2 separate regions of the Sus scrofa genome follow, and region 1 is linked to region 2. Evidence: chromatin contacts called from public HiChIP or PLAC-seq data. All regions are on one chromosome and are shown on one strand. Each heading gives the region's core, a stretch centred on a gene start, on an enhancer-like site or on the middle of the called end of the contact. The rest is flanking DNA. Distances are from core to core; before and after follow the strand shown. Region 1 holds the start of ANAPC16 (anaphase promoting complex subunit 16). Region 2 holds the start of LOC106506033.

Region 1 (4,265 bases), core at 12-2,511, 230 kb before region 2:
CACTCCTAGAGGGGAAAGAACCTGCTCAGAAAGAGGGAACATGCACTTCACACTAACATGCACTTCACACTTTTAAGGTTCATAATCTTAGGAAGAACCCCTTTCTTAGGAAAAGGGGGAGGAGTTATCTTTTTACCCTGGAGGCCTAGCACAGAACCTGGATCACAATTTCTCCTGAATAATGAACAAATGACAGAACACAGGGCGAGCAGCTCAGCAAAGGTTACCCAGGGGCTAGAGAAGATTGGTATGAAGAGGACTGGTTCATTATCATTTTGTTTTTCTTCCTCATTCTGCAGATCTATTTACATAACTCTTTCTCCCACTTGGCTGCTATGCCCAAAGTTGATGCTCTGTAAAATTTTGACAAATGTTTAAATACTGATGATGAGGTAACCTGGGATTTGACGCTATCAGGAAAGCTGGAACTATTAGCAGTAGCGATCCTTGCAGTAGAACAATGCTCTCTGGGGAGATACAGCACGGCTGTGTTCACATTGGTGAGATAATCAACACATTTACTTCATATACGATGGGGATGACCTCGTATTCATAAACTACTTTCCTTCCTGGCAGATATATACCTATCTTAGAAAGAACCTTTTCCTTTTAAAAATGTCCTATCATAAAGATACTGAAGGAAGTACGCTGGTACAATGGCAAATTATTAGAAGCAATTATTAAACTCCATCATCAAGAAAACATTCATTCCGCTGTGTTTCACTTAAACAGCTGGATTACCATTCAAAAAGATGTGCAGCTAAAAACAAGTGGGGCGGAAAGAAATGGGCTGCCAAGAGGAGGGATCAGAACGCCAACGGTTCTCAAGCTACCTCCAAGTCACAGCCACAGCCTCACCCCCACCCCCACCCCGACCCGCCATCGAGTCCCCAGAGGGCTACGCCAACAGCGCCGTTCCACTGCGCAGGCGCCAGCCCTCGGCCCGCATGCGCACTAGCCAGGCGCGGCCTAAGGAAATTTCCTCTTGCACGCCCTCTGCGGCAGGCTCCCATTCCTCCTCCTACTTTCTCCATTTTACTAGTCCCTGCAGGTAGGATCCCAGAGATCAAGTCCCTTTCCACCAGGCTCTCGAGGGTCCCTGAGCCCTCGGCCACTTACCTCAGCAGCTTTGGCACTTTCCCCTACAGCCCCGCCCCCAAGGCCGACTGGTGCGGCCGAGTTAACATCGACAAGGGCGGCGCCGTGCTCGCGCCCGCGTGGAGGGACCGGCAGCGGCGTGCGCGTGCCCCTTGCAGTAGTGGGCGTGGCCGGGGCGGAGAGGACTTCCGGGTCCTTCTCCTCCTCGTTCCCGGATTTTCTTTTTGCTGTGGGGTCCGTATTTCTCCGCTACCTTTGGAGTACTCGTTTTATTTTTTCTTGCTCACTTTTGTCATTTAGGGTTTTATCTTAACGCACGGCATTTCAGGCCTTCTGCTTTGCTCTCTCTTACCAAACCGTCACGCTGCAGGGTTAAATTTGTTATTCCGCCATCCTTCTGAGCAGACTCGTATCCCAAGGAAAGGCAGATGAACAGCTTCCTATCTCAGACAACGCTCTTTCCCAGAGCTCAGTCTCAGCGCCCTTCCTTAACATTAAAATCTACTTTTGTGGAGAGATTTATTTGAAAGGTCCTGGAGGAATAGGGCACTAGGATGTAAAGTCATTAAACTTGATAATTATACCCCTTCTGACATTCAAGTCTGTTTATTTTACTTATTATTTTATTCATTTTACTGCTAATCTCAACAGGAAATCACCACTTGGTTCTGTAAGCAAATTACCAATTAAAGCTATTTTCTTGCTGGGATTGGGTTGAGCGTTAGGGTATTTAGTGAGAATTGATTTTTTGAGGGGGAACTCTAACTTATTTTGGGCTTCATGACCGTCTAACACATATAGTGGGAACATTGGTTGAGCTTAACTATGGCTAGCCCATAAGGAATCTTTGTTTCCAGATTTTTTTTTTCTTTTTTTCAGGCTGCACCCACGGCATGTTGAACTTCCCAGCCTAGGGGTCGAATTGAAGCTGTAGCTGCCAGCCTACACCACAACCACAGCAACGTGGGGGATCTAAGCCCACAGGAACTATACCACAGCTCACAGAAATGTTGGATCCTTAACCCACTGAGCAAGGCCAGGGATGGAACCCGCATCCTCATGATTCCTAGTCGGGTTTGTTAACCACTGAGCAATGAAGGGAACTCCTCTTTCCAGAATTATTGATTCTTTAAGTGATGTTTAGAAGCTTGGCCTCTCAGTGAAGTGATGTACAGTTTGGGGGCCCACAGAAATTGGATTCCTCCCCTCAGCAATGTGTTCGTTTGGAGAACCATGTTGCTTAAGTCATATTTGATTCTGATAGGCATTTTGATTTTGTTGCGCATATAGTTTTAACACCTCTAAAAGTTCTTCAGGATCTTTTGTCCTCCCCTTGAGGATAAGTGTATTAAATATCCCTGCTTTTCTTAATTACCATGCTGGTTAGAGTGGGTGAGACACTGCAAATGTTTAGGTAAACACAGAAGATTGCATTTTACTCCTAAAGGTTAATGTTACAAAGAGACCTCTGTTCTTTCTGTCAAAGCCATGGACAAGCTCAGTATCTTTTAATCACTTTTTTGGGGAATGCCAATAGTTTACAAATTATCTAGAGTGAGCCAGCAGTGGAATAGTGTAGTGGAAACTGCATCAGTTGGCTTAAAACAGCTTATAGATAGGAGAAATCGAATGGAAACAGTGCTGCTTTGGCTTGGGATGTATTGTGAACTGATGCCCAATTTTGTTCTTTCATACCTACATAAAGATCTAGATAATAGAGGTAGGGTTTATTTCTGATTAAAACAAAAGGTAAGGTGATCATTTATTTTTCAGGATTTCGCTGGACTGTTTGGAGAAAGTGTCATGGAAGTTCTGCGTCCACAGCTTCTAAGAATCGGTGGCCGGGTTTACAGGAAGAATCCCATCCAAGAACAGACTTATCAACATGAAGAAGAAGACGATGATTATTATCACGGTAATCCTAGTTGCTCTTTGGTCTCATTACAAGTAAAGTGTTCTCTGTATTGTAGCAGCAATTCTTTGTTTTGTTTCAGTGTGTTTCTGTGTGAGCACTGATTTGAAATGTTTGGCCGCTCACGGCGTCCTTTGTGTTGATGTCCAAGGGCACTGATGTGCTTGAGTTTGACAAGGCATTCTGGGTTCATGAGTCAAGATGTGTTTCATCTTTGCATAGAAGCTTACATGTAATAATGAGTAATTTTAGTTAACTGTTAATATTAACCCTTAATATTCTTTGACAGAATTAAGTTTTTTTTAATCTGTGAAGTTATAAACTAATTTATATAAATTATTGAAACAAATGAACACATGTAAAGGTGTTTCATCCAGCACCCAACATTAGCTGTTGTTACTGTGTCGTAATTTCTTTTCCTCTGCAATCATATACAGGCAGTTTCAAGTACAAAACCAACATTATTATTATTCAGGGGTAATTTTAAGAAGTTAACAGTTGAGATGGATTATAAGTACTTTCAAGACTTGGGTTTAATAGGGCCTTTCAGGTTCTCTGCTTTCTTTTCCTTTTGGTTTATAAGCTTTTCCATTAGGGCCTAAGGCTTGAGGGTTAGTCTTCCCCTGGGTCCTCACCAGGGGTTCCCTTTAGCCTTGGGGCCTTAACCCCTTTATTTCACCCTCCTCCTTTCTCTTTGTCTTGGCTGTATGGATAAAGTTCTCCCAGCGTCCCTTCTACCTCATTCACTGCAGTGATTTTGCATCTTAATACTAAAAAACCACTGAGTACATTGTACATTTTACATTTTAAGAGGATGAATTTCATGTTAGGTGAATCATATCTTCCTTTAAAAAGTAGTAAAAAAAAAATTATAGTGTCCTAGCTTTCTGGGAGAAAACAGTTAAATAGTGGTATGTATATTCTTTTTCCAAAACAGTCAGCTGTTTTTTATTCGTTATTTTTCTTCTAAGGGCAGGTCAGAAGGAATGTCGGAGTAGTGATTTGCAGTGTAAAGTGTATGGCTGTTCTTTGTGTGTTTGTGTATTGCTATTTTTTAAACCTTGAGAGTGGTTGACAGCTGGGGAGAAGACTGTTTACAGAGCAGCAGCTCTGAGTGAGACGTTCCGGTTTCTGTCCAGGCCTCATGGAGTGCGCGGAAGAGCCCTGTGAAGCCTACGAGGTGGTGCAGACCCCACAAGGTTTTCGGTGTACTGTGAAGGCCCCCAGTCTGCTCTACAAGTGAGTGAGGCCCCCT
Region 2 (4,105 bases), core at 939-3,438:
TCTATCCACCTCTCCTGAGGACCTGACACTGCCACCGAGTCCAACTCTCTAGGCTTGTGGTCGGGGTGGGAAGGACAGCCGTGACATGGCCCTTGATATTCAGGTGAGAGCTGACTTCCCTGTGTAATAGATGTCTACCCTGACGAGAGCCAGAAGGGGAAAGAAACATCGTCATCCATTTGAGGATGTTTAATGGGCAGTCTCCCAAACTCAAACTTGTGACTTGTATGGTCACAAGTGGTAGCTTTGTCTCCATTTCTCAGATAGGCAGTGAATCATCTCTTACTGGAATTACTCCAACATCTCTCTCCAGTCACTCCCAAACCCTCATGGTTTCCTGACTCCAAATCCACATACAAGGCTCTAGCAGCCTGGTGCCACCCAGCCTTTGATTGCCATGGCCCATATGTAACCGTGGCAGGATAGAGTATGTATAAAAAGAGGACTGCAGTCAGGGGACCCAGGACCCAGTACGTGCATCAGTGTCACTTCCGTGTTGCTATGGAGAACTAGTTAAGGACCTTAGAGACAGCCGGGTATGGTGGAGGTGGTATGGGTTCCAGAGCCAGACCATCCAGGTTCAAATCCTAGCTTTGTCCCTTACCAGCCGTGTGGCCCTCAAAAAGTTACTTAGGGTGTTCCCATCGTGGCTCAGCGGAAACAAATCTGACTAGTATCAGTGAGGATGCAGGTTCGATGCCTGGCCTCGCTCAGTGGGTTAATGGATCCGGCGTTGCTGTGAGCTGTGGTGTAGATTGCAGATGTGGCTTAGATCCTGTGTTGCTGTGGCTGTGGTGTCGGCTGGCAGCTACAGCTCCCATTTGACCCCTAGCCTGGGAACTTCCATAGGCTGAGGGTGTGGCCCTAAAAAAAGCAAAAAAAAAAAAAAAAAGTTACTTAACTTTTTAAGCCTCAGTTTCCTAATCTGTAAAATGGTGATAAGATGCTAACATCATCGGGATGTAAGGCCTTAATGAGATAACGTAGAGCTCGTGATTCACAGAAGATGTAAGGTGGAAAGGTGATATTGGGAAGGGACTGGCTGCAGCGTTCAACCTGAAATTGGGGGTGGCCAAGCCCAGATCACTCTCATCTCGGGCCACAATCCTGGGTGCTGCCCACATATTTTGCTAATTCCAGCATTAAGACCATGGAGAAGCTTGAAATGCACCCCAAACCTAGTCACCAAGGGGCAGGGGTGGGGAATGACACATTTCTTTGTGGTTACATAGCCAAGTCACCCCCACATCCTTGCATGTTCCCAGTTCCATGCCAGTAGGGAATCATTCCCAGGATTGCTTGCAATCCCAGTTCCAGGAACATGAGATGTTTCCATTCCTCTGGGAAGCTCATGCCAGCTGGTGCAGAGGAACCCACCCAACACTCAGTACAGTGACCGCCCCTCCACCTGCTACCACCACAGAGCCAAGAGCCACTGCTGGAGGACACAGCTCCTAGACCCCTCACGAGTCCCATCTCCAGCCAGGCCAATAGGAACCAGGAAAGACACCGCACAGCACTCCCAGCTTAACCAGATGCAGAATGGAGACTTTCCTATTGTCCCTCTTAGGGAAGCAGAGGCCAATATTGAGACTCAAGTCCTCACTGCCAGCCTACAGGGCACAGTGGAAAAATGCTGCTTGGGCCAGACACATCAGGCAGGGCTCCCTGGTACCACTCAGGGCCCCTTCCTCTGCAGAAAGACCAATCCCAAACCAATGGAGGCCACCTGGCTTGGCTCATAGAGTGCCCTTAACATATATAAATTGTCAGAGTTGTTAGTTATCAAACTATTTATTGAGTACCCACAGTGTGCTCCGCAGTGTGTGAGATCCAGGACAACCCTTGAAACCCCCTGGAGCCCCAGGACACCAGGACATCTGAAAACAGACAACAACTTCAGGTGCAACTAAAATAAATAAGGCTTCATAATGACTCTGCTTTCTCCATGATCTTGGAGTCTTAAACATCCCCCACCCCGTTTTACTTATACACAGCCCAGGGCCGGAATCTCCTCAGCCCATCCTCTGGAAGTCCCTCTGAGGAAGCACATCCGCTAGGGGGAAGGGTCTGTGCTTCCCTCGCAGGCCCTGTCACTGTCACCACCCAGTTGTCCAGTACAGCATCGCCTGCCAGGCTTTTCTACTCTGCTCACAGACCCTAACACGCTGGGTCTGAGTTTATGAATCATTCCCTCCTCTCTCCCGGCCTCGCCTCCGGAAGGGCTGTGCACACCCAAACACATCACCCAGACACTGAGTTTCCACACCAAACTCGCTCCTGATGAACCCTGAGAGCCGAATGCAATGTCGGATTTCCCCTCCCCACCCTCGGCCTCGAGATCCGGCCACGAGTTTTCAAAGACGAGGCAGCCCTTCCCCTGCCAGACTCGCTTGGGGGACACCTCACTGGGGGGCTGCAGGGGCAGAGACAAAGACAGTAGATTCGTTTGCAGGCAGGAGGACATGCTTGGTCTAAAGATCCAAACGTCCGCACTCCCGGAATTGTGCATTTTGGGATGCCGCGTGTGTCTGGTCGGTGTGGCGTGCGTGCGCTGTGTCTGTGGCTCGAGAGGTGGTGAGCTGTGCATACCTGGCAGTTGTGAACCTGGGTGCAGTGGGTCTGGAGGTATGGGTGCCTGCGTGGAGTTTTCCTCCAGCCGGGAAATCCCTCTCCCACCCCCCCGTTTCGCCTCCACTTCCTCCAAAGTTTGGCGCGCGTGCCCGACCGGGGATAGTGGGGGTTCGCACGGCTGGGCCGCCTCCCGCTGGCCCGGAGGTGGTTCGGGATGCGGGCGCCCTACTTACTCCGCCACCGAGGCTCCTCCAGAGGGGGCGGTTCCGACTTTCCGAGGCTGGGGTCCGGCGCTGGCAGCATCCGCCCGCAACTTTGCTTCTCTCGGCAGAACGCGGCAAAAGCGGCTCCGAGGCTCCAGCTCCCTTGCGGCCTCTGCTCTGCGAGCCCCTTGCGGACCGCGGCGGGGAGGGATGGAGGCGCGGCCCGGCGGGTTCGCACGCCGGGCGGGAAGCGGCGCCAGGCGGGCGCCGTCCTGCGCAGCGAGAAAGCGGTCCTGCCTGGCGCCCTCCCCGTTCAGCCCCAGTCGGCAGTGGCCGGCAGCAGCGGCGGATTCCTGAACTGCGTCCAAGGCGTCCGGGTAGCACCCCTCCTCCTCTTTTTCTTCCTCACCCCACCCAGCTCCGACCCCTGCGCCCCCGGCAATTTGGGAACCTTTGGCGAAGTTGGCGCAGCTCAGGCCCACCAGGCCTCCCCGCAGGAGCAGGGGAGGAGAGGGAAGAACTGAGAGAGAGGGGGCCGTCCTCGCTCGGGCCCCCGGGGAGCCACGCTCTCCAGGACCCTTCTGTGGGCCTTTGTTCCCGGCGCTGCACCTCGGCCCGCCTCTCTCCGGGGACTCTGTTCAGGCCGCTGGGATCCCTACCCCCTTTCAGGCTGAGAAGAGCTCCAAGTCCTGGGGAGGCGGGGGCGTGGGTTGGAGGGGAAGTGGCCTGGAGATCTTCGCGGCTTCACCCTGCCAGAGCCCCTCAAGCCCTTCCAGCCTCCCATCCTGTAGAAACCGAGTCCTTCTAAAACCCGAGTTCCCTTACTGACTTTTTATGATTAAAGTGTCTATCCAAAACTTCATTCCGTTCTCGTCCCCTCTGACTTCGATCCTGTGCTAACTGAACACTGATCAGCCAGAATCGGATGACTAAAAGTACTATTGTTGATAACATCCTTAATGCATTAAGATTGCTGTTGTTGGTAACATTGTTAGTGTACAAAAAATGCTGTTATAGATATCATTAATGTACAAACTCAGGTTGTTTCTCCAGGGCAAGATAAATTACCGGGCCCTGGAGGCATGGACCACCTGGCCAGAGAATTCTAAACCAGAGACATCCTGACTCCTGAAACCTCAATTAATAAATGTTACAGAAAGCCTGGGGAACAATATTCAATATCTTATCCTGTAAAGGAAAAGAATCTGAAAAAGAATATATGTGCTCTGTGTGTGTGTGTGTGTGTGTGTGTATATATATATATATATATACACACACACATATATATTATATATATGTGTGTGTATAGCTGAATCACTTTGCTGTAC

Evidence for each region. HiChIP or PLAC-seq counts read pairs in DNA pulled down with a chosen protein or histone mark.
Region 1: a contact with region 2 is called in an H3K27ac HiChIP or PLAC-seq map of alveolar macrophages. The contact joins the promoter of ANAPC16 here to the promoter of LOC106506033 in region 2. A contact is called at or near these places in 2 of 2 datasets of contacts at active chromatin or transcription factors (alveolar macrophages and skeletal muscle).

Annotation. Positions count from the first base shown.
Region 1 is chr14:75,079,669-75,083,933 of Sscrofa11.1, reverse strand. ANAPC16 (anaphase promoting complex subunit 16) reads right to left here and starts at 1,261. Exons shown (of 4, transcript NM_001190225.1): 1 at 1,120-1,261. It overlaps ASCC1 (activating signal cointegrator 1 complex subunit 1), which reads left to right and starts at 953. Exons shown (of 11, transcript NM_001244083.1): 1 at 953-1,051; 2 at 2,872-3,013; 3 at 4,150-4,249. The coding sequence starts at 2,902.
Region 2 is chr14:74,849,902-74,854,006 of Sscrofa11.1, reverse strand. It overlaps LOC106506033, which reads left to right and starts at 2,188. Exons shown (of 2, transcript XM_013983307.2): 1 at 2,188-2,628; 2 at 2,906-3,639. The coding sequence starts at 2,307. The coding sequence ends at 3,585. CHST3 (carbohydrate sulfotransferase 3) reads right to left here and starts at 3,076. Exons shown (of 3, transcript XM_001928637.4): 1 at 2,808-3,076.